7 separate regions of the Mus musculus genome follow, and all the other regions are linked to region 1. The links are chromatin contacts, called in public Hi-C, HiChIP or PLAC-seq and promoter capture Hi-C maps. All regions are on one chromosome and are shown on one strand. The core of a region is the stretch at or near the end of the contact, and the rest is flanking DNA. Distances in the headings are between cores, read along the strand shown. Region 1 holds the start of Bcl6 (B cell leukemia/lymphoma 6). Region 2 holds the start of Trp63 (transformation related protein 63). Region 3 has its middle 61 kb from the start of Trp63. Region 4 has its middle 99 kb from the start of Trp63. Region 5 has its middle 130 kb from the start of Trp63. Region 6 has its middle 150 kb from the start of Trp63. Region 7 has its middle 37 kb from the start of Tprg.

What was found. Promoter capture Hi-C pulls out the DNA fragments that hold promoters and counts their contacts. HiChIP or PLAC-seq counts read pairs in DNA pulled down with a chosen protein or histone mark. A called contact is a pair of places that touch in the nucleus more often than the background predicts.
Region 2: a contact with region 1 is called in an H3K27ac HiChIP or PLAC-seq map of cardiomyocytes, with 4 times the contacts expected there. The contact joins the promoter of Trp63 here to the promoter of Bcl6 in region 1. A contact is called at or near these places in 4 of 39 promoter capture datasets (the 3T3-L1 cell line, embryonic stem cells, hippocampal neurons and 1 more) and 4 of 115 datasets of contacts at active chromatin or transcription factors (cardiomyocytes, embryonic forebrain, forebrain and 1 more).
Region 3: a contact with region 1 is called in a Hi-C map of cortical neurons, with 4 times the contacts expected there. The contact joins the enhancer-like site here to the promoter of Bcl6 in region 1. A contact is called at or near these places in 6 of 39 promoter capture datasets (the 3T3-L1 cell line, embryonic stem cells, hippocampal neurons and 2 more), 1 of 484 Hi-C or Micro-C datasets (cortical neurons) and 3 of 115 datasets of contacts at active chromatin or transcription factors (astrocytes, embryonic forebrain and forebrain).
Region 4: a contact with region 1 is called in a promoter capture Hi-C map of embryonic stem cells, with 11 times the contacts expected there. The contact joins the enhancer-like site here to the promoter of Bcl6 in region 1. A contact is called at or near these places in 5 of 39 promoter capture datasets (the 3T3-L1 cell line, embryonic stem cells, hippocampal neurons and 1 more), 1 of 484 Hi-C or Micro-C datasets (cerebral cortex), 7 of 115 datasets of contacts at active chromatin or transcription factors (SST interneurons, astrocytes, embryonic forebrain and 4 more) and 1 of 9 other capture datasets (embryonic stem cells).
Region 5: a contact with region 1 is called in a RAD21 HiChIP or PLAC-seq map of pro-B cells, with 5 times the contacts expected there. The contact joins the enhancer-like site here to the promoter of Bcl6 in region 1. A contact is called at or near these places in 1 of 39 promoter capture datasets (hippocampal neurons), 2 of 15 datasets of contacts at CTCF or cohesin (large pre-B cells and pro-B cells), 1 of 115 datasets of contacts at active chromatin or transcription factors (large pre-B cells) and 1 of 9 other capture datasets (embryonic stem cells).
Region 6: a promoter capture Hi-C map of 3T3-L1-derived adipocytes shows a contact between it and region 1, with 6 times the contacts expected there. The contact joins the enhancer-like site here to the promoter of Bcl6 in region 1. A contact is called at or near these places in 7 of 39 promoter capture datasets (the 3T3-L1 cell line, 3T3-L1-derived adipocytes, the C10 cell line and 3 more), 1 of 484 Hi-C or Micro-C datasets (muscle stem cells), 6 of 115 datasets of contacts at active chromatin or transcription factors (the NIH/3T3 cell line, acute myeloid leukemia, astrocytes and 3 more) and 1 of 9 other capture datasets (embryonic stem cells).
Region 7: a contact with region 1 is called in a Hi-C map of bone marrow-derived macrophages, with 19 read pairs. The contact joins the enhancer-like site here to the promoter of Bcl6 in region 1. A contact is called at or near these places in 12 of 39 promoter capture datasets (the C10 cell line, the HPC-7 cell line, cranial neural crest and 8 more), 2 of 15 datasets of contacts at CTCF or cohesin (the NIH/3T3 cell line and pro-B cells), 33 of 484 Hi-C or Micro-C datasets (3T3-L1-derived adipocytes, B cells, the C2C12 cell line and 25 more) and 23 of 115 datasets of contacts at active chromatin or transcription factors (the 230-238 cell line, the NIH/3T3 cell line, VIP interneurons and 15 more).

The regions. Positions count from the first base shown.
Region 1 is chr16:23,986,712-23,990,453 of GRCm38.p6, reverse strand. Bcl6 (B cell leukemia/lymphoma 6) reads left to right here and starts at 1,602. Exons shown (of 10, transcript NM_009744.4): 1 at 1,602-1,879. It overlaps Gm31527 (a long non-coding RNA gene), which reads right to left and starts at 2,187. Exons shown (of 2, transcript XR_384770.3): 1 at 1,226-2,187.
Region 2 is chr16:25,682,169-25,685,910 of GRCm38.p6, reverse strand. It overlaps Trp63 (transformation related protein 63), which reads right to left and starts at 2,146. Exons shown (of 14, transcript NM_001127259.1): 1 at 1,560-2,146. The coding sequence starts at 1,621.
Region 3 is chr16:25,620,777-25,624,518 of GRCm38.p6, reverse strand. No RefSeq gene overlaps it. Among named protein-coding and RNA genes, the nearest start is that of Trp63, 61 kb to the left of the region's middle. Within about 2 kb of position 1,673, at least 5 of the 459 cell types and tissues checked have an H3K27ac peak or open chromatin away from gene starts, as enhancers often do. A contact at or near this core is called in cortical neurons, where this site is marked.
Region 4 is chr16:25,582,978-25,586,719 of GRCm38.p6, reverse strand. No RefSeq gene overlaps it. Among named protein-coding and RNA genes, the nearest start is that of Trp63, 99 kb to the left of the region's middle. Within about 2 kb of position 1,854, at least 37 of the 459 cell types and tissues checked have an H3K27ac peak or open chromatin away from gene starts, as enhancers often do. A contact at or near this core is called in embryonic stem cells and pancreatic cancer cells, where this site is marked.
Region 5 is chr16:25,547,879-25,551,620 of GRCm38.p6, reverse strand. No RefSeq gene overlaps it. Among named protein-coding and RNA genes, the nearest start is that of Trp63, 130 kb to the left of the region's middle. Within about 2 kb of position 1,895, at least 4 of the 459 cell types and tissues checked have an H3K27ac peak or open chromatin away from gene starts, as enhancers often do. A contact at or near this core is called in pro-B cells, where this site is marked.
Region 6 is chr16:25,530,518-25,534,259 of GRCm38.p6, reverse strand. No RefSeq gene overlaps it. Among named protein-coding and RNA genes, the nearest start is that of Trp63, 150 kb to the left of the region's middle. Within about 2 kb of position 2,074, at least 86 of the 459 cell types and tissues checked have an H3K27ac peak or open chromatin away from gene starts, as enhancers often do. A contact at or near this core is called in 3T3-L1-derived adipocytes, the NIH/3T3 cell line, astrocytes and 1 more, where this site is marked.
Region 7 is chr16:25,247,719-25,251,460 of GRCm38.p6, reverse strand. No RefSeq gene overlaps it. Among named protein-coding and RNA genes, the nearest start is that of Tprg, 37 kb to the left of the region's middle. Within about 2 kb of position 1,995, at least 81 of the 459 cell types and tissues checked have an H3K27ac peak or open chromatin away from gene starts, as enhancers often do. A contact at or near this core is called in the 230-238 cell line, B cells, the C2C12 cell line and 11 more, where this site is marked.

The DNA.
Region 1 (3,742 bases), core at 353-2,852:
ATTTTGCGAATGCTTGAAAACCCCTCTGTGATTTAACGAGCCACTTGAAGGACTTTCACAGCTAAAGCCCAGAACAGCCTGACCTTTGAAAGAGTCTTTTGCTCCAAACACTTTGAGTTCATTCTAGTTCTTAAGGAATCTGAATATTATTTAGCTCACACCCTTCTTGCAAGAGACAGACATAAAAGAAACAAGAGTCTCACTCATCCAGGGATGAGTAGGAGGGCAAAAACCCCGACCAACATTTAAATAAGGAAACTGCAGCTATGAACACATAACCCAGGGCCCACCGTGAAAGGAGTCTGCCCTGTATTCACCTTTTAAAATAAAGGAAGAAAGAAGGGAAAGAAAGATTCCGCTCCTCTCCTCCCCTCAGCTCTGCTCCAAAGCCTAGAGGACCCGGCTGCGAGCAGTGCGCCTAGTGTAGCACAGCCTGTACTCAATACGCGCAGTATCTGTGATCCTGGCAGCCAGGCCTTTAGAATTCCCTCAGGCTGATCCCTTCAACACATACTGAAGAGATTTTTTTTCCTTTCTCCCGACGACCTTGAAACGAACCCAGTGGGGGTTTAAAAAAAAGGGTGGGGGGAATGTTCAAGACCTTAAGAAAATAGCAAAATACAAACATGTATTTGGCTTCACAGAATGTTGTAACAGGCAAACATTACACGTACCCACACACACATTTCTAGCATCAAGAAATTTCCTGAGAGTCAACAGTAACAGAGTAAACCCACCACTCGCTGTCCTGGAAAGAAACAAACCAAACCAATCCAAATCCTTTTACATCTCTTTCAAGTGCAGGAAAGCTTCAGCAAAAGTCCAAGAGGAAAAGGAAATTGTACCAAGGGCGGCTGGGGGGCGGGCGGGGGGGGCGGGCGGGGAGCGGTGGTGGTGTTGGAGGTTGGGGCTGTCATATGTGGCCAAAAATGTAAGCTTCTGTCAATGGTATTAGGTTGAAATATTGCACCTTTAGAGAGAGAGAGAGATAGAGAGAGAGAGAGAGAGAAAGCGAGAACGCAGGGAGACAATAAAACCAACGAATGACAGTCCCGACGATTTACATAACACCACAAACTTGCAAAAGGCAAAAATCAGAAGCGGAAAAAAAACCCCACCTAAATCATTAAAATACAACAGGAGCATCCCAAGCCACCATCCCCAAAGGACCCCCCCCCCGCCCCAACATAATTGTCCCAAATAAAAAGAAAACAAATGAACCCACCGAAAACTGCTTGGCAAATATTTTTCTCGTGGTGCCTAATACTCTAGCTGGAAGGAGCTGTGGTATTTATTGTTTTCTCCCTCCCTCGTCTCTCTAAACCTGCCTCTAACACACTTGTTCTAACGGCTCAACTCTCTCGCTCCCTTTTGTGTATTTAGCTCGAGGAGCCGAGTTTATGGGTAGGAGAGGAAGAATTAGCCCCAGACCCCGGGAAAGCAAAGCGCACTCTCCCTCTTATGTCACCGAATAGCAAATTAGTTCTCAGAATTCCAGAGGCCGAGCTTTGCTACAGCGAAGACGCCGACGTCACGGAGCCCACGTGACGGCGGCGGAGCGGGCGGTTCCATCGGTGGCCCGGGGCAGGGAGGGTCGCCTTGTAGCCGCGCGCGCCCGCCTCGGGACCCCCGGTGTTCCGGGCGGCGGTGCTGCGGGAACCACGATCCGCACTATAGGGCGGCGAGCGGCGCGGCCCCGAGGCATTCTGCCGGCCGGGAGGGCGCTGCGGAGCGCGCCGCTGCCACCGAGTCCTCCCCTGCTGCGGAGCAATGGTAAAGCCCGCAGCTCAAATTCCGAGAATTGAGCTCTGTTGATTCTTAGAACTGGGGTTCTTAGAAGTGGTGATGCAAGAAGTTTCTAGGAAAGGCCGGACACCAGGTGATTATTGCTGTTGCTGCCGCCGCCGCTGCCGCTGCCGCCGCCGCCGCTGTTGCCGCTGGTGCCGCTGCCGCCGCCGCTGCTCATGATCATTATTTTACCTTTTAATTCTTTTTTTTTCCGCTTTTGCCAAATGCTTTGGCTCCAAGTTTCCTATGTGTATCTATTGATATAAATGTATCTATTTATTGATTCTAGCTGTCAGGTGTTAAAATAAATGCCGAAGATCAGCCCCACGTCTCTCCCACTGTAGGATCTAGCTTTTCGCATACGTATTCTTCTTCTTCTTCTTCTTCTTCTTCTTCTTCTTCTTTTTTTTTTTTTTTTTTTTTTTTTTTTGCTGTCTTGGAGCGCCTCGGCCGCCTCGGGGAGGCTGTGCCGCCCTGCCCGGTGTTGTTTCGGTGTTTGGAGACGCAGGGGCGCGGGGCGGCGGGCGCTGGGTTGCGCGGCCTGGGAGGGCGGACCGCGGCGGCCCCGCCGGCTTCGCGCGGCTTGGCTTGCTTTCTCTGCTCGCTTGCAAACTGCCTTCCCCGCCGCTGCCTCCCTCCCCGCTCAGTTCTCCCGGTGCCCGCGTTGGCGGCCGTCCACCGGCCCCGGCCCCGGCCCCGGCCCCGCACAGTCCCTGCCTTGCACCCGAGCCGGGAGTCAGCGGGGGGAATGCAAGCCAACTCCTCGGCTGGTTGTTTTATTTTCCCTTTTCTTTTTGGTCATAAAGCCAGATGAAGTATCGTGTCTGCAGTTTCCTTTGAGAGCCGTGATCTTCCCAAGGAGAGACAGTGTTTTGGGAAGGCTTCGCTTGCACGGGGGGCGGGGACGTTGAATACTTTGAAAATTACTCTTTCTTGGTTGGAGTCGAGGCAGTCGGGAACCCGGGTGCGCTCGGTCTGCCCAGCCCGAGGAAGGAGGCTTGAAGGCGGGACAGGGATTTTGGGGGAGGGTGGGAGAGGGGTGCGCGGTTTTTTTGTTTTTTGTTTTTTGTTTTTTTTGCACCTGCGGCGCTTTCAGCGTGCGGGACCCGGGGGGGTCTTGGCCAGCCAGCCCGGAGCTCCGGAGAGGTGGCGGGATTTCTGGCGGCCGCGGTGTTTGTATTTTGGGTGCTGCGTGACTGCGTTGGCTCTCAGCGGTAGTTCCCTCCCTTTCCTAAATTTAATTTCATTTTTCCCCCTTGGTGCAAGCTGTGTTTAAAAAAAAAAAAAAAAAAAAAAGTGGCCCTGGGTATAGCGATAGCCACTCTTCAGATTCCCAAGGTCCTTATTTTGGGAGAAGGAAGAAAAACAGAGCCCCAGCCTGCGTTCCTGATTTGCAAGATCAGGGAGGGAAGAAGGGGTACTTTGTGATTCCTGCTGGGGGACCCCGGACGGGAGGAGCGGGTGCGATAGGGAGATCTTTGTGAGTGATTTTGCAAAAACAGATTGCGAGGTTGGTTGGATTTGCAACCTGTGGCTCTCCTCAAGGGAGGGAGTAGGAATGGGGAAAAGCGGCGGCGGCGGCCCGGGGAGGGAGTGGGTTGAGAGTTGGAACCTAGGAAATGGGCTGCCTGGGGGGCAGTGGGAGCTGGAGGCCACCCCTGCCGGAAACAGTGAACGTTAAATGTCTTGAGAACTGCGGGTTGCGTTGCCTGTATAATACCGCGTTATTGGAACCCTGGCGAGAGATGGAGCTAGTGTTGCAAAAATGAGTTTTAAAGGTCCCCTATGAAAAACAACAGCACCAAACAATATTATTTTAACAGTAAAATAAATAATCTCTGTGTTGCGCTCCCTCCCATAGAAATTTAGTTTTTGTGCTAGGGGTAGTGAGAAATGACCTCAAGCCCGGCGCTGGAACTCAGAAGCAGTTACAGGGTCCTTGACAAGCATCGCA
Region 2 (3,742 bases), core at 897-3,396, 1.7 Mb before region 1:
AGTCCTCAGGAGAGGGCCAGGAGGAGACATGGTAAGGGCTGCTGCTGAGTCACAGCTGGGTTCTTAGAAATGTTGATTCTGAAGCTGGTGATTGCAGGAAGGTCTTTGAGATCTCAATACTTGGGCTTTATTGTCTGTCATTCCTGTCCCCAGCTCCAACTAAATTTCTTGTTTAGGTCATCTAAGAAGATAGGGTCCATTTGTTTTTTTCCTAAGACAGACACTTGTAGAGAAAACAACGGACGAATGAGTTAAGAAACCATTCACATTTCACATTTCAACCTGGGAGATATTAGCAATCTGGTTGGGTTGCTCTCCTTTGAATTTGTAGTCTGTCTTCTCTTTCTGTATTCTCCATTTCATGTATCTTTCCTCGTCTGTTTTTCCCACCAGAAACCTCACAGGAAGAGGAAGAGTCAGGCCAACAAGAGAGTGAATTATACTGGTGAAAATAAATAGCCTTTCACAATCCAAGGCAATGCTATGGTAACCTAGTCCTGCCCAGAGCCAGGGCTCAGATTCTAGTGTGAGCCTCCAGTAGGCACAGGTGGCAAGTGTCACTTTAACCCCTTTCTAACCATGCCGTTTTCCTAAGTCTTACAAAGTACCAAATTCCAGATTCAAATCTCATGCCGTTAAATTAACAACATCACAGTGCTTTGTATGGTGTGAATGTCTCCCATAACTTTACACGGGAAACGCTCTTCGGATTTCATTTACCAGTTTAAAAATAGCAAACTCTAATTTGAAACAGTCTCTTCCCCCGACAGAGGCACACTATTGTGAACTCTTGCTAATACTCCTTCTCAGTGCAAGGTAAATATTTTTCTACAAACACAAACAAAATTCAGTTTCATCACAGGTTTTAGGAAGTCATATTTGTCAAAAGATGATGTTTGTTTTGAAACAAATCAAAGAGAAAATATTCTTTAGAGCTAAAATGACAAGCCACAATCTGCTTCACATAACAATGGCTATTTAGTTTTAAGACAAAAATCAAAATTTCCAATGTTTATTTTGACTTGAAAATTGCCCAATAGATTATTATATCCCTGTCCAATGAAATTTCTTTTTCTTTGGTGGGTGGGACTGAGCATGGCACGTGGTACATTTTAAAATTTTTTAACATTTTAAAATGGTGTGACAATCTTAAGTAATATTTTAATTAATTCTTTGATAATCTCATCCCCCTCCTCCAACCTCCAACATCTCCCTGACCCTCCCACATCTTCTACCCGAGCTACATGCTCTCTCTCTCTCTCTCTCTCTCTCTCTCTCTCTCTCTCTCCCCCACTCTCTCTCCTTATAGAGTACAATAGTGTGACAAATTTAAAAACATGGATGTCTTCAAACTTTGTCACTTAGTAACTCAAGAAATAAAGTATAAGATAACTGTAGAAAAGATATCTACAAACCACTTTAAGTCCATACAAAGTCCAAAGTAGTATTATTATGCTCGCTAAACAAGGAGGGCTTCTTCAGTACACAGCAGAAACACTCAGAATACACCAGGCACACCAGTTCAGTTTTGACAGACGCCAGGTCAGATTTAAACTCACCGCTGGATGTAAGGGTCGGGGCAGTACTGTAGGGTGGCACACCGTGAAGTTTCAAAATTCATTTCCTTCAACTCTCTTTGATACCAACAGATGGGAAGCAATTCTATAAAATATACATATACACCTGAGAATATCTAGGTATGTAGCCAGGAGGCTGAAAGCAATAGGGTCAAATGCCATCAGACATAGAAGTTTAGACACTTCCCCCCTTTACTCAGATTTGCAAAGAGGCGGGGCGTTTCTTCCTTTCAGCCAATGAGAGTCTTCAAGTAACCAGAGCATCATAAACCGTCAATTCTTACCAGCTGGGCACCCCCTGTAAAGCTGTTCTTCCTCTCTGCCACAGTTTTAGAGCCCTTGACGTAGAGTGGCCACACTTGTTGGCAATTTGTAGGCATCTCTGAACTTCTGATCTTGCTTGGGATTGGGTGCTGGTATGAATGGCATCAGAGTTTAATCACAGAAGCCAGGACTTGTCACTGAGCTAATAAATGTCCCCCTTGCTCCAACTGAATAACATCTCCTTGTATCTGTATTCTGACTTGATTTGAGAGCTCCTGTCAGTTCTGCTGTGGCTACAATGTTTTGCAGAGACGCTTAGGAGACTTTTTTTTTTCTCGGCTTCTCCCTGCCCCACCCCCACCCCCTTCTGCCTCCCTTTCAGCCAACCGCCTGTTGTGGTCACAATCTCAAATAGCAAAGACAGGGAAATTCCTTGATTATATTTAACCTAGAACTCACTCTTCATTTCAACGAGAGAGAGAGAGAGAGAGAGAGAGAGAGAGAGAGAGAGAGAGAGAGAGAGAGAGAGAGAGAGAGAGAGAGAGAGAGAGAGAGAGAGATCATGTATATGTATTTAGAAATAGTTTCTGTCCCAAATAAAAGAAAATAGCCTGCAGTGATTTTTTTTAACCATACAGATATAAGTAATAGGATTTTTATGTGATATAAAAATAGGAGTTAATATTCTTTTACAATGTTTCCTAATTGTTTTATTGTTTTCATATTTATTTAGAATTATTTTAGATGGCCTGTCAATGGGGAAAAATAAAGTTTATTTCAAACTCTTATCATTCTGTCTCATTCTATTATGCCTCACTTTTAACTTTTTTTAGTCTCCTTCTACCTACTTTACTATAAAATCTGACATTCTTTATATTGTAAAGAATTATATATTATCAGGCAAAGTCTCCATGATAATGAATTTGTTTCCTTTCTGAATGTAGGCTGTAAACCAATCCTGGTTCTGTGGATTTAGAAATTGAATGAAATATGATTCAGAAGCTAAATTAGAATAGAGTCCAAGAGGGAACTAGAGCTGTGTGCCCAAGTGTCACTGACATGTTACGTACATATCTCCATTCATGCCACAGCCATAGACACCTGCAAACTAGTGACATCAGAAAATGTCAAAGTTGTGAGACAAGCTGAAGAGAAATCTGACATTTTCCTGTAAGAAATTCTGCTTCAAAATGTGTTCATAAAGATGTTTTATTTGTTGTTCCAGCCAGGGAGAAGCTATTTAAAACTTGACATTCTCTTTCTTAACTCAGACTGAGCGTGTCTAACATCTGTGAATTGTGAAACTCACACACATGCCGGCCTGCGCTCCAGCCAAATCTGACAGCTTGCTCTAAAAAAAAATGTTAAACTTGAGCAAAGATCGTTTCACTAATTAATTATAGATTTGCTCATTGGAATCAAGTGTTTGGCTTTCTTCCTCTGAGCAAATACAGATGACCTGATTATAAAGTTCTTAAATTGAGAATAATCAATTTCCTATGGCCATGGACTTGGGGGAGTTTCATCACACAGGGCCTGTCTACTCTTAGTTGTGAGATGAATCTCTGAAGGCATAGAAAGAATGATCTCCTAGCCAAAGGCAGCTTAAGCTGTCCCCCAGAACACAAGAATGGGAGGGGGTAATAGAGTTAATGCCAAAGCACATGTTTAGTGTGGAAAAGGCCCTGCCCTGCGTTCAGTCCTCAATCGTGAAAAATTAAGAAAGACTAGGACTAGGATTTCTAGTGGAGACTGTCTTAAATTTTAATAAACCCGCGAGTCACTTGAAATTCTTGTCCATGCAAAATCTGGTTGGTTATTTCCAGGGTGGGGTTTGAGATTCCATTTCTAACCCTGGGATGACTCTGCCAGGATGGCTGGCCCAAGTACCAGATCTGAAG
Region 3 (3,742 bases), core at 424-2,923, 1.6 Mb before region 1:
GCCTTCCAAGCTTTGCCCCTGCTTGTCTAAATACAGACCCAGAGCTCACTCACTGCTGCCCAGCCCAGGATTTTGCAATCAATCCCCCTTGGGTCTTTTGAGGAGTCATACTTCCTCCTGGGGCTGTCCCTGAAATTCATCAAAGTCTGTTTCCCCTGGCTGAGCAGTAACAGAGTCCCCTGAGCTTTTGGCTAAGATTCACACATTCAAAGAGATTATTGAAATAAGTCCCAGCAAATCACCAATATGGGAGGCCTGGTATAGGAAAACCCATAAAAGTCTTGTTGCAACCATTATCAACACATTTCACCTACCTTCCTTTTCCACATGCCAATTGCCCAATATGCATTTCATTTTGGAGTCACACATGTACTGAAGGGAAAATTTGGCACTACCCTTTCATTCCCCAGGGCCTGGCAGGGTTTATGTACAACCTATAATTCACTCACTGTTCAGGATGCATTGCACTGAGACAGCCATTTCAGGAGAGGGATGGTTTCTTCACCTTGGCTAAGTTCATGACAAGAAAACAGAATGCTGGCTCTGAGCTAGCCTCAACAGGACCACACTGGCCTTCCTTCCTCTATGGATTAATAGAGATATATCTAGAAGCTTTTAACAGCAGCTCATCATTAGTTTCTCCAGGGCCTTAGTTTAGAAAGAAAAAAAAAGTGACAATGTAGAGTAGAATTTAGACAGATTTGTAGATTTAGTCAGAAGCATAAGACAGAATCAGAACTCATAGAACAAGCCAAAGGCAAAACAATACAAACTCTGAGAATGCATAGCAATAAAACATTCAGAGAAGGAGCACGTAAAACATAATCATCAAGCATGGTCCCTCCTACCTGACTAACATCTTCAGTAAAGTGGAAAAGAACCTAAAAGTATCATCAGGAGGAACTGGACCATTGTCCTTTTGTAACACAGAAGGCTGTGTTGAATTCTTGTCTCTGAAGCAAAGTGGAAACTGGGACGTATTACCATCTTCCCTCTAATGACAAACAATCTATGTGACCCTTCATTGCTTGAGAAACATTAGTCAAAGTCTACATCCTCAATCCTTGCGAATCTGTCAGATTCCAGGGCCTTTGGAAATCATGGCGGTCATTTCTATAGAAACACCAAGTATGTGAGTAGACTTCTTAAGAAAGAGTTGAGCTGCTCTTCATGAAATGTATCTAGATTGAATCCAAAAACTACATGCATGAAGTATATTGAGGAATGAAAGTTGTGTCGGGAGGTAGAGACCAGACATGATTGAAAAGAGGGTAGTCCGAAATGATGAGGTTCACTTAGAATAGACTGTACTCACAAGAAAGATTGAAGGTCAGCCTTTGCAACAGTCAACCTTTCCCCAACTATAGAAAAAGAAATCTCCACAATGTTTAACATCAATGAAACATAATGTTTCAGAAACATCATGACTTTTCTATAGGCTCACATAAGCCCTGAGACTTGATGTTTGTGCTGTGTTATGGTAAAGAGATTATTGGGGTAGAAATTGGGGGTCTCATCCTTGCCCAGAGCTGTGACTTTGGCTCTGGCAATTGTCTGCTTTACTGGTTCTCTGTTGCTTCTGGTAGTCCTGCTATAGGACCCATAGAGAGCTAACATTTCTAAGAATAGAAGAATGAGCACAGGAAAGGGAGGTGTTCCAGGGTAACTGCTTTTGGTTGCCTGGGTTTCAGTTTCTCACTTACAAAATGAACAAGCTTGGATGAGTTCTCCGAAGACTCTCTCCAGGATGACATTTAATGAATCTAAACATTCTATCTTAGGCTATTTCTAGTAAAACTATCTATTTAAATATGAAAATAAAAAAGACTTCCTACCGGCACCAAATTGAATATTGGATATTATTCAGTTAATTTGGTTTTGACTGGAATTTAGCATCTTTTGCACAAACAATGACTCAGAAAATTAATTAGCCTTTGCTTTAATTAAGTAGTACATCTATTTAATAGCAATTAAAATACCACATCTGAGTGCATTTGTTGTAGCAAAGTATAGTTAATACAGGAAACAGCCCCATTTGCTGTGTGGATCTTGGTGGGTGACTGAGGCTCTGGGGCTCTTGATTTCCAGATAGGCAGCCGGGCTTTGGATAGACAGGAAGAAAATTCCCAGAGGCCCTGGGCGCAGCTCACTGTTATGAAATCTTGCATACTTTAGCTTTCTTCATCAGATTATTCTGCCACTCTTCTTATTAACATTAAAGGCACAGTTTAATAACAGTTCTGGAGTTTCCAGATGTACTTTCAACAGCCCCTTTACCTGATGTTCCCCAAACTCTAGTTACTCTGAACAGAAAAGAATTCTTGACCTTTCAACTTTAGTGTGATACCACCCATTGGATTCTTGACTGCCTGAGACAGGCCATTGAGAGGTTAAATAAAAATGTCCTTGCTGCTGCACCAGATTAAGTCTTTGCTTTGATTGGACTTGACTTTTGTTTACAATTACTCCAAGTCGGTGATCATGGTCATGTCAAGCTTTAGTTTCTTGTATATATAACTGTTTTATATCTGATTCTGTAATGTCCTATAATCTCAACTTTAATAAGTCATTTAAAAAACACTGTCTGGTGTTTATGTGGAGGGGGTTGCAAAAGAATAAAAGCATATGGAGGCCATAGTATAATCTTAGGTATCACTCTTCAGGAGCAGTTCACTTGGGTTTATGATACAGGGTCTCACATGACAATTAGGTGTGGCTGTCTAGTCAGAAATTTCTGGATTCATGTGTCTCTACACTGGGATTATAAAAGCACAGGACCACTCCGATTTGTGTATGGATTCTGGGAATTGAACACAATCTTCATGTTGGCGAAGTAAGCACTTTACCAACCAACTAACTAACCAACAACAGCAAAACTCATCTCCTTCCTTAGACTTACCCTTGGTTTAGTGCTGACAGCAGCCATGTGCTGACACCAAACTTGTCAGTAACCCCACTATAGTCTTCCTCTTTTCCAGACTTGTGAGAAATAAACTTGTTGTGCATAAGCGATTCTGTCCATAGTATTTTGTTATAATGGTCTGAAAAACAAAAGATAATTTTCACTGAAACAAAGTGACAATTGCTTGAGAAGAAACATTTATTCACCCTGAATTCAATACTATATAATGTACATATGAATTGAACCACCATGTGGTATGCCATTAATAAATATAAATTATATGTTTTTATGCATAAGTGAATAAAACAAATTTAATTTCGAAACAAAAAGCTTCTCAAGATCACTGATCCCTTTTGAGAGTTAAGAGCCCAATTTTGGTTAGCATCACAGATATGATCTTTCCTTTGCTTAACTCTGGGCACTTGCCTGCTGTTGAGCCAATGCATAGCTTTTAGCTCTGTGAGAATGTCCGTTTGAGTCATGCGCATTTTGTCCCCAACTAAAACTAACTGTGAAGCTTCATGAAGCTGCCTAGGATGTCAGCACTTTGTTTAGTGGCAAGTGATTTCTAATGGAGGTGGTCACTGTGCAACACAAAGATATTCATATTCATATTCATCTCCATATTGTTTGTCTCAGGCTTTCTTGAGCAGACATCAAGAACTGTTAACCAGGCCTCTATCTAGCCTCACATTTCAGCTCCTTGCCTCAAATTTTCTTCCACATGAAAGATGTCATAATGGTTTTTAGTCAGGTCCATACACTGAGAATCCTTCTCTTCTGATGTCTTCTAGGTTATCATTGACTAAAACATCATATATTTGGGGCTTGTACTTAAAA
Region 4 (3,742 bases), core at 605-3,104, 1.6 Mb before region 1:
GGCAGGGCCTGAAACGAGTTTCTTGAAGCCTTTCTGCTGGTTTTGATGCAAGGTAAAATCTGCAAACCTCTGGTCAGGAGGTGCTTGTCCACTGGGTTTCTGAGACTCTTATGGCACTCTAATGATGAATTCTGTCTTTTCAGATCAATTTAAAGTGATGTTCGGCTAAGGGGCTGATATTAATCAAATTTAATGCTCTGTGGACAAAGTAGTTGCTGATCTTCCCGATTTTACTGCCAAAGGAGTTGAGGTAACGGCTTAAAGAAATGATAGGAATTGAGAAATGCAATGCTATGTTAGAATCACATCCTAAACTTGTTCTTTCTTTCTGGGGTCACGTTTTGAAACACACACACACAGTGTTGGGGGAGTAGGGAGGGAAAACAGGAGAGAACAGAATTATGGGTTATTTCTCATCCTTCTTGAAGACTCTGTAGCTAGTTGTGCTCTGCAACCCTAACAAAATGTGAGTCACCATGTTCTACTTACACAGAATATTTTAATCACGTACCAAGTAAAACAACTCAAAGATGTTACAGTTCTTCAAAAAGCATGATTAAAACCTGGAAGGCTGTCAAGGTGCGGATCTTGCTGTGTGGTGCCTGAAGTCAAGGCTTCTGCTGGTCCCTCTCTTGTCTGAATATAGCTGTAGATTACACCACTCTCTCTAGATTTAGTGAAAGTGTGAAAATTTAAAATGTACAAATTCTCAGGTTTCTTATGTAGCTGTGACGAAGCTGGGTTACTTCTCCAGGGTTGCTCTATCTCTGGAAAATGAGAGGGAGATGCTAGCAACTCTGCACTGGTTTAAAGGCAACAAGAGGGCAACAATTGTCTGAGAAAGGAACTGGAAACATCTCCTTGCTCATCTTTTAAGATGCAGTAGCTTTATCTTTGGGCATAGTGTCTGCTTTCAACCCTGTGAGTCGTGGCCATCTTTCTATTGCTTCATATCAGACCCCAGCACATAGCTATCCAGTGACGGTATCCATCATTTAGTGCTTAAGTGCATCTGTGTATCCTAAGGACATAAAGAGTCTGACATGGAGTGAGTGCAGGGTAGGAAGACTATTGGCAAATTGGTGAAAGGATGGGTTGAATGGATGAATACTGATCCACCATACCTTTTATGTCAGCTCAAAATAACAATAAAGCTCTAGTTTGCCCTCACACATTGATTTTTGACAAAGCAATTTTCCCAGGCAGAAAAACTTAAGTTAGATGACCTCGTGGAGCTTTGCCATCTCTCTAACTTCTTGGTTCAACAAGTAATTGAAGGGAATCAATCTCGTGCTGTCTGACAGTTTTGACAGCTGCTGTTCTCGGGATGTCAATGCATGTGCTGTCATTCTGCTTAACAATTTAGAACTGAACAGAGACATATGCACTGCTAGTCACATTCCTCTGGTCTTGCGCCTGCCTCCAGCTCCCCTCTTCTGCCGTGGTTTATCTGCCACCACTCAAGTCAGTGGCATGTGTTTTTAGTGCCTGAACATTGCTTTGGTGCCTTTGTCCGGAGCTGGAGGCAAGATCAGAGCCCATGTTCCCTGAGAATCGCGACACTGCTTTCACAATGGAGTCTCCAGCCTCCTTGCAAACTAAAAGGGCTCCATAAATTTGAGTCTCTTCACATAATAAATGAATCTTTTCTGTGTGTTTAGCCAAGGGAAGGGGATATGAAAGTGAATAAGAGTAATAATAAAAAGCGAGCGAACAGCATGGGTATAATTAAAGTGAATAGCTCACACACAAAAAAAAATAAATCTCTGAACGTTGACTTCCTCCGGGACACACCCCATTACACCCAGACCTCGCCTCAGAAAGGTATGCACAGCTTGACATGCTAATGCAAAGCAAACACCCGCACTCGTGCTCCCAGGGACATGAAGAAGACTGGGTTTGCTTTCTGCAGATCACGGGGCTCAAAGCAACTGGATTTCAAAAATCTCAGTGCTCAGTATGAAACTATATAATCATGTATATTTCCTCAAATCCGTGGGTGGCTTGGGTTTAACGACCAACACGGGAATCTTCCCTGTACCATCAGAGCACATTTTCATCTGTGCCCAAATGAATAGCCAGAAGCTTAGTAGGACTATTTGGGCCCAAGCTATGCTCTGTAGGATTTCCCCCAGAAGCGTTCCTTGCAAAGTATGAGCTCTGAGGGAGCTTGGCTGCTCCAGTCTGGGTGGGGCAGTTCAAATCTGCACGTGCTCCCCTGCAGCTGGGTTAAACACAAGAGCCTGCAGGCGAGAATCTACTTTTCTTTCTCAAGAACATTGAGTCCAAGTCACTCCTGGAATGAAGATTGAGAACTCTTTCCTTATTGCTTTGATTAGCAGAGTTTGGGAACATAGTCTCTGGGTTATTTATAAGCAAGAACAGTGCATGTGGCTCCTTTCTTCAAGAAGGGCTATTTACACAGAAGCTTCTCGTAAGATAGTAGCTGCCCTTTAGGAAAATAAGATTCACCATAAGTTGATTATGGATATGATATGTACAGTTTTTAAATCTTGGTGACTTCACATTCCACTACTTCAATTTCTATATTTTGTTTGTTTGTTTGCTTGGTTTTGTTTTTTTCAATGAAGCATGTATGTTTAAAAGTAGCCAGCTGGACTCAGTTTAGATGATCCAAATTTTGTTGTCAACGTACAAAGCATCATAATCAGGAGTCAGCTGAAATACAGCCCCCCTCTTTCCATCAGACATGAACAGATTGAGTTGACCATATCAATGTCATTGAATTTCTTCAAACCCTGTCTGATCTGGTGTTTGTTGGGTTTGGCATCCATACTAGACACAAATATGTCATCTTCTATCTGCTTCTTGGCTGACTTGGAGGTCACTGGGAACTTGAATGATGGTACAATGGGCAAACTTGTTTCTCTTGGGAGAATGCTTGTAGAGGAATGCTTCTGGAGTGGCAGTGTCTTGGGCAACGAGAAAGTAAGTATGTAATGTGTGGATCTTCTGTGGGTCGAGGGGGGGGTGGGTTTGAATGCCCTTCTAGAGCTGTTTTCTTGGGTTTCAATGACCTTCACTTGGCTTTGGTACAGAGGCTTCCTTCTTTGCTTTGGGAGAAGTTTCCTGTCAGTGCCATCAGGCTTTTCTAGAGAAGCAGGGGTGGGGTTTTTATATTTGCATAGTGAAATATGACTACTGAGTTGTATTTAGGTATAGAACCTTTCCCAGCTTGAAGTGCTATGAACCCAGAAAACACTGGACGACCAAAGCCACCCAGAGCCAGTGATTTTTAGGTTCTTGTCTTGCACATCCAAAGAATAAGATTCACAGACAACAGAATATTAGTTTTGGAGCGACTTTTATTATAGATTCATAGGTGAAAGCTTAAAGAGAGATAAAAAGGGCATTTGAGGTAAACCTGCGGTCAGTCATACGGCAATAAATTGTCATATGATGGGAAGACGGGCTCCAGAAAAAGAGAAAGGAAGTCCAGAGTGCCAGAAAAAGTGTAAGTGGGCACTGGCCAGGATCTAACAGAAAGAGACAGAAGAGAAACACAAGGGAATTATACTCTTCTGACTCAGGACTCAGAGAGGCAGGTATGTCTAAGGGAACCACAGGACAGCTCCTAGGGTCTATGCTAGGGGTTGCGATTTCTAGGAAGGAAAAGTGCATTAGCTCATTAAAGGGAAAGTTAGTCTTTCTATCTCTTTTGCATGGCTTAAGGTGAATCTGCCTTTCTAAGAGATGGTCTCTTGACCAGGTGATTGACATT
Region 5 (3,742 bases), core at 646-3,145, 1.6 Mb before region 1:
TATTGAAATGGTAAAAAAAAAAAAAAAAAAAAAATCCTCCCTCTCTTTGCAAAAAATATCCAGGTCCAGTTCAGTTCATAGCAGGATTCTACCAAACTTCTCAAGATGTTTTGTTTATTTATTTATTTTTTTCGAGACAGGGTTTCTCTCTATAGCCCTGGCTGTCCTGGCACTCACTTTGTAGACCAGGCTGGCCTAGAACTCAGAAATCTGCCTGCCTCTGCCTCCCAAGTGCTGGGATTAAAGGTGTGTGCCACCACTGCCCAGATCCTCATTCCTTTATATTTCCCAGTTTTAAAAATATAGTCTACTGGGGCTGGAGAGATGGCTCAGTGGTTAAGACCACTGACTACTCTTCCACAACCACATGATGGCTCGCAATCATCTGTAATGGGACTCCATGATGCTCTCTCCTCTTGTGTCTGAAGAGAGTGACAGTTTAGTCACATATAGAAAATAGATTTTACAAAATTAAAAAATATATGGTTTACTATTATAGTCACTTAGGAAAAAATTGTATTTGATTTATGTGTATAGAAATGCTTATTATATGATATTCAACCTAAAATACTATTAAATATGAGCTATAATCTTACTCCACAAAAATATAGCTTTACATATACATCCATCCATCCTGTGATTAAGAAAAGACAGGGGTAAATAGATTTAAAAATAAGGGCTGCATTCTAATTCTAGAAATGCAAATTGAGGTTTTTCTAAGAATTAAGCATTTATAGACATTATTCATCAGAAGGGTGACCACAGCAAATGTCACTCATGTCCACACTGCAGACTCATCAAAGATCTTTCCAGTCTCCTTTGCCACTCTTTTTCTCCACACTGCGGCTGGATCTCTGAGAGTCACTTTGTGGTCATAGAGGCCACCCGATCAATGGCCCTTCTTCAAAGCCCTTTCCCTGCTTCTGAAGTGGAGTTTGACATCTTTGACATGAGCCACTCAGTTCTCCACTTCTGACCCTGAGAGACATCTGAGTTCAACCATCTCTTTTTCTCTACGCAAGTCTCACATGTAGGTCAAATCCAACTTGCTGCTCGCAAGGACTTGACTCCTGCATCTTCTCCCTATGGGCCTGGCATGATATATATATTTTTACTTGTCAAGTGGCAAAATGTCTCAGATTTCCAACAGACAATCTCTTGACTTTGCTAAGGATGAGTAGTTTATTTGCTTCTTCTTATGACCTTCATATCACACTGGGATTTCAAACCAGTTACTGTTGTTTTTAGTAAATCTAAACTGAAATGACTTTCTTACAGAATTCAATAAAGGTGTCGTCTACCGCTTTGTGAAATGCTGTCCTTTCCAGCTTTGTCTTCTCACTACTGCATTTACTGCTGAAGAGCTTGCCCAGAGGAGCTGTGTAGCAGGAGCAGTAGACAAAATAATTCACAAAGACGTTAGTTTTTAAAGTCTAGTTGCTTTGATATCCTGATAGATAGACTATATAGAGAGAGCATGTGTGTGTGTGTGTGTGTGTGTGTGTGTGTGTGTTTGTGTGTGCGTGCATGCATGCTTGTGTATGCATGCACACGTGGAGGCCAAAGCTTGGGCACTGGACTTCACGAGCTCTCCATCTTGCCTTTTGTTTCTATTTGGGTTTTGTTTGTTTGGTCTCTTTCTTTGTTGACTGTTTTTTTGATTTTAAGACAGAGCCTCTTACTTGTCTGGATTAAATATGAAGATTGCCAAGTCAGCATTCTTGCCTCTGAAGCATATTTCCTAGGCCTGTGATTGTGATCAGGTATTTGACCTCCCAGAACTCTAATTTCTTCCTCTATAAATAACCAACGAACACACCCCATACCCGTGTCTGTGGATTCTTGTGTTCCTCGGTCCGTAGCAAGGCACACTACTTCCTTCCTTTAATCACACTGTTCCATCTATTTGGCCTGACCACATCCTTCCCAGGGAGCAAGAATATAAATCTCCTTGGTTGAAACATAGGCTTCTTTGGGCACAGTGGCAATGTCTCTGCTTGAAAAGCTGACCCTTGGGCTCTGGTTAAGCTAAACACTAGCCGAGTAAATGTTGAGTCCTCCCTATGTAAAACCTTGAGTCATAGGGGCCTGTGTTGGTGTCTGTGGCCTGTGTTACCACTGAAGATCATTTGGATGTCCACGGTTTGTGCTGCAGCCTCAAGTTATGTTGATGTATCTGGGCTGTGCTGCTTCTGGGGGGTCATATTGATATGGTTGACCTTCACTGCCACCTGGGACCATAGTGATGTCCAGGCCCATGCTGTCACCAAGAGCCATGTCTGGGTTCATGGTCCTATAGCACCTTGGGTCTGTGTTGACGTCCATACCTGAAGGCTACCTGAATGTCTTTGCCCTGTGCTCCAAGGACAGAGATGGTATCCACGGCTTGTGCAGCACCAGAAGATCTGGTTGATGTCCATGGTCTGTACTGCCATAGAAGACCATGTTGAGGTCAATGCCATGTTCATACTCCATACTGTCACCAAAAACAAGGTCATGATCCATGCTCCCATTTACTGTAAAGGAAGGTACTCTTGCCATGGTAATGACAACTTGCAGACTCACGACAGAGACAGAGACAGAGAGACAGAGAGAGACACACAGAGAGAGAATGTCCTGTGACAACCCCTACCCTGACCTGACCCCACAAAATAAAAGTCTAGACATAAAGCCATTGAAGAGAAGTCTTAAAAATTATGATAACAATGTTCAAGTGGAGCTCTCAAGAATTGATGGCTTCTCATGGAGGTGTGGGTGGGAAAGGACTCAGTTTTCCTTAAGCAGCAAGCCATTGGGAGTTTGATCTTGTTCCAGTGAATCAGAGCAGCACAAATGGGACCTTCTCCTCCTCATCCTCCTTGTCCTCCTTGTCCTCCTCCTCCTCCTCCTCCTCCTCCTCCTCCTCCTCCTCCTCCTCCTCTTCCTTCTTTTTGTTTTGTTTTTCTTCTTGTGGTGGGTGGTGGATTTGGAACTGGGAAGCAGACCTAGCAGAACAGGGATGTGAGGGAGCTCAGAGATCACAATGTGAAATTCCCAAACAGTTGATAAAATTATTATGGGAAAAAACCCTCCATCTCCTACATTCCCTAAAGCCTCAGGTCTAAAATGTAACCTCCAAACCTACTTCATAGCAGACTAAGCTGTTGGATTCCTGTTGAGTTAATATCAACACTTCCTTTTCCATCTGCCTGGTGCATCTTTGGTGAGTATACTTTTCGCTGAAATCTCTGAAAAGGAAAAGAAATGAATGATAGCAGTCATATTTGGGCACCAAATCTAACATGTCCTAAGCCATATCCAGAATGCACCACTTGCCAGCTCACTGGATCTGGGGGCAATACCTATAACAGTCATATCATTCAACTCATGGTACTTGTAATATACAGGGTCATAAATTAAATGACTTTGACTCTCTGTGCTTGATCCCATGTTTCAGGCAAAATGTTTTATGGCTAAATATCTGAATGTTTGCTTAATAAGATAATAAAATATAATATAATAAAACACACTGAGGATTCCATGCTTAGTAAAAATATTCCTGTTGTTCAGTAAGGAAGTAAAAATAAAGGAAGAATGCTGATATCTCCTCCGGGAAGACTTACTCTGTGAAATGTTCTAATTACACGCATTGAATGTTGATTCTTTGACCTTCAAGCAGCTCATTTTGGTGAATAAAGGAAAAGTAATCATGACCAGAGTTCCCCACCTTCACTCACAGCCCTTCCTTAATGGGCTACAAGAA
Region 6 (3,742 bases), core at 825-3,324, 1.5 Mb before region 1:
ATAGCCAGGCAAAATGGACCCACTTGAGCCAGCCCCTAGGCCCCGCCCCAGCTCCCAAAGACATCTGCATGCACATGGTGACACAGAAATCCATGCTTAAATTCAGTGAGTCACGAAACAAGATAAATAGACATAGATGTAAAAAATATAGATTTCTAGAGAAGATCAGAAGTAGATAAAGGAAGAAAAGAGATGGGAAAGAATAAAAGATGACAGAAGCCAGTACACATATGTACTTGTGTGAAACTGTCCCAGAACACAGTAGTTAAAAGCTTTAAGTCTTAAAAATATTTCAATGGATTGGGAGAAAAAAAAATGTCCTGCTACTTATAAAAGACGCTTTATCCAGTGGTTGGAAGGTGGCAACCCGTGAAGGGATGATGACAACAGTGTCAGGCTTGCTCTTTTCCACTATGATATCTTTTTAATAATTCTGTATAAATTTAGAACATGATATAATGCCATCATGTCAAGGATCAGAGGGAAGAAAGGAAAATTGGGTAGTGGGGTTTTAATTTTGAACTTACAATGCAAAATAATATAAAGAAAGGTCTAGAACTGAGAGATTCTTATATATTAATCTCTCTAACCACCCATAGAAAACTGAGCATGGAATGGAAATAGACTTGTCAGGGTCCTGTGGACAGGGTTGTATGGAAAGGAAAATCCAGTTCTATTTTCTTTTAGAATCAGGGTCTCAAAAATCAGATCCCAGTTTTCTAATAAATGAAATGTTTTATCCTTTGCAAATCAGACAAGAAGACCCATGGGGTTTACCCATGAGAAGCAGGAAGCCCTGCCAAAATTCCAACCAGCTCTGCACACTTTCTGGGCATCTGCCGAGGACCAGGGCTGATGCCAAGTGTTCTGGGGCACAGAGTTGAGTAAGTCATGGTCATTGCTCTCATATTCAGTGCTGAAAGCAGGGACACATTCAAGCAACCGGATCCCAAAGCCGGCTGTGATAAGTGTTATCTTAGATCCCTGGAGGAGACAGGTCACACGACTGGAATAGCATGAAGTCAGGCCTGCAGCTGAGGGCATGCTGTTATTTAGGAACCCTATCAGGTTCATCTCACCACTTGGCAATGACCCCCAATCCCTGCAGTTTCTTGTCCTGAGTGTGCTGGGTCAGGGCACTTCCATCTGCCTCTCCTGGAGTCTCCTGTTAAGGCTACTGGTGTTTGAGGGTGCTTAATGAGAGTGAGAAAGACTTGTCCCATTTTTCTTTGTAAAGTTTCTAAGCTCACTGGCACTATGGGGAAATGGCCCATTTAGAAGTAGCTCTCTTTTCTTCTCTCCTAACATGTCATGAGGGCTGCCAAACTCTGGAGGCCCAGTATTTTATTCATCCAGAAAGTGAATGAAGCCGAAAATGTCTTCTTAATCTCATTTGGTTTTGCCCTAGTTGTTTGACTGTCTTTTTCCCTGTCTGGAACTGGGCAGTGCCAGCAGACAGGGACCCCCTGATTTAACACTTGATCTCTTAGAACACCTACCAGAAGCTTCAGCAAATGAAACAGCTCAGTGCTCTTGTACTGAATTCAGCCTTGATGCTGTCCTGTAAGCTCACGCCCATTTCCAAAGTGGCTGCCAAGTTTTCCAAAGGGTCTTTAAACCTGGATTTAAAACTGAAAGGAAAGAAATAGGACCTTCCTCTACCAGATAGTATATCATTTTTGAGGTTGTTTAAAATATGAAGCGTAAGGAAGTAATTAATTTGGATGGTAAAAAGGAATAAAGGCTTAATAGGAAGTCGGAGGTTTGACCTGGACACTGTGTCTGTAACCTCTAAAAGCTTCGTTCGGCTCGTTCTGAGAACGGTTCTTCTTTTTGAGGGACCTGTTCCCTTATATACACTTATTCTTTGCACTCTCTACAATAAGGGCAATAATGATCTATGGGTTTATAGTTCATAAAGGATTGATTATATACAACACAAAGATAAGCCCACCCTTTCAATGTAACAGTGCCATGACCAAGACCTATTTAAACAGAAGGTAAACTGAAGCCGAGGAGTGCTCCACTCCAGACTTGCTTTAAGGCAGGACTGACCTCTATGGCTGACTATCCTATGAGTCAGATGCCTGTGGTGTAACTGAGACGCAAAAGAAGTGCTGTGGCTTTGGAATGGGCAGCTCTCTGATCTGAAGAGATCCAAGAAAGCCACAAGTTTGGGCTTCTGCTCAGGGTTTTCAGTGCAAGCAGAGTTCAAGGAAATCTTCCTGCTTCTTTGCCCTTCAGTCTTCACTGCCGACTGCTCCTGTTCACCCATGGCCCAACTCACCTCTCAATAGCAACAGTGAATCATCAACTCAGAAAGAAAACACAGAGTTGGAGTTGCAGCTCGTGTCTTGCTAGTTTAATTAACTCTCAGCTGTATCCATGAAGGTCAACTAGACCCACACCTCAGATCACAATGACCTCTGTGGCTTTCTAAGTCAGGCTACATGCCTTTATAACTTGACTCTATCATCCTGTTTTCCCTTCATGACTCCTACAGCTGATCAATGACAAAGTCTGAGACATCCTGCTCCTGTGGTAGATATAACCCAATGAAATTTATATCTCTAAGTAAATTATATCATGTACTTGGACATAGACATTAACATTTTTTCATTGACTTGGGAAGAAACAGGCTCTTGTGGAGCTTAGGCTGACCTTGAACTCACTGTATATGTAAGGTAGACCTTCAGTTCCAAATGCTTTTACCTCCTAAATGCTGGGATTAAAAGTGTGTTCCACAATACCTGGCATCCTTTATTATCTACTCTCTGGACTATTTCATAGGCTTGTGCTCCTTTCTATTCACTTGACATTCCTGAAGTTCAGACACACTCTGGCTCTTGTTGCCTCTCACCCGTCTCTCTGTTTAAACACCGGGGCCCAAGGCGCTCTGTAATCTGACTTCATCAACCAGCCTGGGTATATTGTTTTCCCACTTTGTGGACTATGTTATTTATGCAAACCTGCCCCCACATACACACATGCCTTTCAAACCTTGATAACTTAGTGCTGCTATCCTAGTTCTCCATGTTTCATTCAAACATAACTCCATTTTCACCAATACAACTTAAATGAGAGCTCTCCCATTACATATTGACTAGGCTACATATCTGTTCATTTTCTGATCACCACAGGCTATTGTAGTTTCCTCCTAGGGTAAGGCACTCATATTATATTACCTAATTTGATCAGTTCTATACTTCTGGTAGACTCTCAGAAATGAGGACTCTCCTTTGCTCGAGGACTTCATCATTGGTGGATAAGAGGCAACTGAGATACACCGAAACGAAAAGTATCAACAACACTCAGCCAGTTTGAGAGAAAATGGGCCGATCAGTGGCGAAGCAGCTCTGTCAAGCTCCTTTTAAGTTTCGCATTCATGTGTGGAAGCACATTTCTGGTATTATATTTCTCATGCTGGCTTGCCTGTCAATGTGTACCACTGGGGAGTGCAACACACACACACACACACACACACACACACACACAAACCTCAATAGCAACGTGGGTACAGTGACATGACAGAGGAACATCTCAAATAAAATCAGTCATAGTGGAGAAAGACAGAATTCCACAGCTACCTTAGATGTTGTAGGTAGGTTTCCTTCTTTGATTTCATCTAAGCAACTGCTATCTATAGCATGGCTACACTTGACTAACTTTCATAGTAAAACTGGTTCATGGCAATGTGAAAATTCCATACCTAGGTGGAGTTTTAGAAAAAAAAATGCAATTC
Region 7 (3,742 bases), core at 746-3,245, 1.3 Mb before region 1:
TGGACTACGTGAGTTCAGGGTGATGGCATACATGAGCTCAGGGTCCCTTTTGGCCCCGGATTCTTGTCCTCGAATGGCCAGAGAGACGCAAAGTTTTACGAAAAGAATGTGGAGTTGCTTTGTCCGTCGGCTTACTGCATCCAAGTGCATAACCTCCTGCAGCTGGCCATGAAGTTCTGCCCACAGAAGGAAGCGTGGCAGCTGCGTGCATCCCAATGAAAGGAAGTGGTTTTAAACAGAATGAATCCAACTTCTAAAATGTTGCAGTGACCCCATTAAAATGATTCCCTTGCTGTTGGTCTGGCTTTATGAAGAAGAACTAATGAAAGCTTGGTGTATTCAATAAAAATTACAGCAGGAATGAAGGGACTGCTCAGGGCTTAGGAAAACTCACTGCATTTCCAGAGGACCTGAATTCAGTTCCCGGCCACCGTTTTAGACAGCTCACAACTGCCTCTGCATCTGGCTCTGTGGGATCTGATGCTCACTTCTGACCTCAATAGGCACTTGCGTGCATGCAGTCCACACAGCTCAATAGGTACATAAATAAAAATAATTAAAAAGAGAAATCTCGGGAAGCTGAGCACATTTCTTTGTTTACTTCTAGACATCAGTATCACCTGCTTGGAGTAGAAGGAATGGTGCTAAAAGTGAGGTGGCTGAGCCTGTCAGCAGGACACGTTACCCTATGGCCTTTTGAGCATTATGTATCATTTAATGTATCATCTATTAGGCCATCTGTAAGACATGGATGATGACAGGAAGGATTCATTGGCTGGCTTTGTTTGTTTGCTTGCTTGCTTATTAAAGAGAATGCTGGCAACAGGTGCTTCTTGTTCCAGACATACAGCTAGACTGTTGTCCCATCCTCATTTCACACATGAGGAATGCAGGACCCAGTGGGAACAGGTGACTCACCCACCCTCAGACAGGAAGCCAGGGCACAGCTGCCTGACAGAAGTTCAGTGTTGCAGGGATCCCAAGGGCCAAGACTCAGGGTGAAATCAAAGCTGTGTGATAGCTAACACCAAATGTCAATTCGACCAGAACTTGAGTCGGTATGGAAACGATCCTTTAAATAAGTCTAGATTTGGTTCATTGAGGTGGAAAAAGACACCCTGAAAGTGGAAGGTATGATTCTATGGGCTGGGGTTTCGATTTGAATGAAATGAGAAAGTGAGGTTGAACATCTTTCATTATGCCTGCTTCCTGATTACAGATGTAATAGGACGCATCGCCTCCTGCACCTACCCTGCCACCATGGCCTGTGTACTCTGGAACTTTAGGTCTAAATTCATACTTCCTCTGTAGGTCACTTTAGCTGGGAATTTTATCACAGCAGATAGAAAAGCTACTAGCGTAGGTTGGAAAGGAAATGTGGAGCAAGTAGTGAACCTGTGTCAGTCAAAACCACCAATGTCAAACACATGGTGCAGGTAACTTTTCCCTCACTGCCTGTCCCCTATGTCTATCAAATGGAAATTATGCATTTGTCATTTTCAATCACCTGACTATATAGTTTTCCAGGTCCCATCTACTCAGCTCAATGACCTTAACACACACCAAAACATGTACTGGTAAAAAACATTTTATGTTGCTATCCTCCAGCGATTAGATCTATCGATGTCATCGTCTCTCCTATGTGCTTTCTAAGTTCAGGGGCTTACGTTGTGCTGGACAAGCATCCAAGTGACAGCAGATGTAGTTGGCCTTCCTGAGCTTGCTTCATTCTACCTCCCATGGTTGGAGTTCCCATCTTTCCGTAGTCTCTGTTTCTTGCCTCCCTGTTTCCACAGCATACAGAGTCCAGACCTTTAATGGCACTCAGGCTCCGACACCGGGTCCCATTCGTTCATTCCAATTTTCCATGTTCTTCTTCCTCACATATACACTAAATTTTAAGCTATACCCAGACTCAGTGTTAAAGTCTAAATTCAGGAGGCCAAACTGGCTTGTCTACCTAGTAGGAACCACTAGAATGTTCCTCTGTTCTGCCACACCCTCTCAGTCTCAGACTTGCCCTGTTGAAAGCATCACCTTCCTCGTAGTTTCAAAACACGTGCCCTTGCCTTCCTCCTACCTCCTTAGATGGCCCTTTGCCAATCTCTCTCTGTGCCCTGGAGTGTGAGCCTGGAGGAACAACTTGCATTACTTGAGATGAAATTAGATGCAGATGCTAGAAGGGAGTAATACTATAGAAAGAAGCAGAAGAAAAAAACAAACCAAGCATACAAACAAACCACCAGCTTTTGGCTTCCGATGAAAGTATGTCTACATAGCTTCAAATCAGAGCTGTGCGGCTGGTTCTCCAGAGTAGCACCTGGAACGCTGTTTACCAACCCTTTCTCTTGTCTGTTCAGTTGCTTGCGATGCTTTGAAGTCTGCAAAAACTACTATCTCCAATCAGAGCTGGGTTTCCTCTCCAGACAGGAAGACTGCCCTTCAACAGAGAAGCTATGCTTCTATTTGTGGTCTGACTATAGCTATGACTCATCCAGTCAAGCCAGAGGCTGTTTTGATCCTTCGCTGTCCAGAGTCTGTTTACAGTTGTAATTTTCTCTCTTTCCTTTCGTCTTGCTCTCTCCACTCTTCTGAATTATCAGAAGAGTCATACACATTTGACAAGTAGAACCTGTACAGGAGAGAGTATTACAAGTGAACACACTTTCTCATGACACCCACAAATAAATGCTTGTGTTTACAGGTCTGATGACGGAGTTCCAGTAATGACTTGGCCTTTTTTTTTTTTACTTGATTAAATATTCCCCTGGGCCTGCCAGTCTGGACTTCGGTTATTTAACGAGGACGTTGGAACACAACCTCAAGACGTCTGCAAAACTGACCTTTTCTTAAGGTTTACTCCCAGAGCAAAGTAAAGCTTGCGTTAGACTGGATGGCTCCGGGATACCAGTTTGTAATTCACGCTCCTCAAATCCCACCAGAACCACGGAGAACCATGGGGCATATGATGGAAATTCCACGTTGCACTTGGAGAAATGGAAATTAAAGAGGAGAAGGCAACTTGTCACAAGTCACAAGAGTAGTCACAACACAACAGTGTCTCACTGAAGGGCTTGCACTGAACATCGATCAGCTCGAGGTTGACTGTCCACAGTGTACAAACTTCCTGGGTCATTTTATGGCACTGCTATGCACTCTCTTCTCTTCTGCTCAGGAATGTCACTGGCTAGAGGGACCATGGACCAGAGCAGGTAAAATGAAAGACAAGCACAAAACTGACCTATTTTTTTAAGAGCTGTCTTACTGTTAGACTTGGACACGATACAGAACACTCTTAAGAGCCATGAGTGATCTGAAAGTGTACCACCTCAGAGGCGCCACACCTACCTCCTCTCCTCTAGACCTTCATTTTCAGACCATTCTCTACAGTAGAGTTAATTCACACTTACATGAAGTTTGAAGGAGAAACCAGAATCACCAAGAACATTTTAGCTATAAGGACTTTGTTCTGCTTGGGAGAATTATTGTATCCCAACTATGACACCTTATTTTCTTCAAAATAGAATTCAGCTGACACTTCTCAACTCTAATATTAAAGATTATCCTTTGGTACAAATTTTGCACAAGCTCACTGTAGACCATTCAGAATGCACACATATATTTTTTACACAGAAAGAAAATAATTTGTAAACCAAAGATCCCTATTTGCTACACCTATATTTAGTTAGAATCAAATTACAATAATTTGTAATTGTGTTATAAGAGATCTCCAGATCATTGA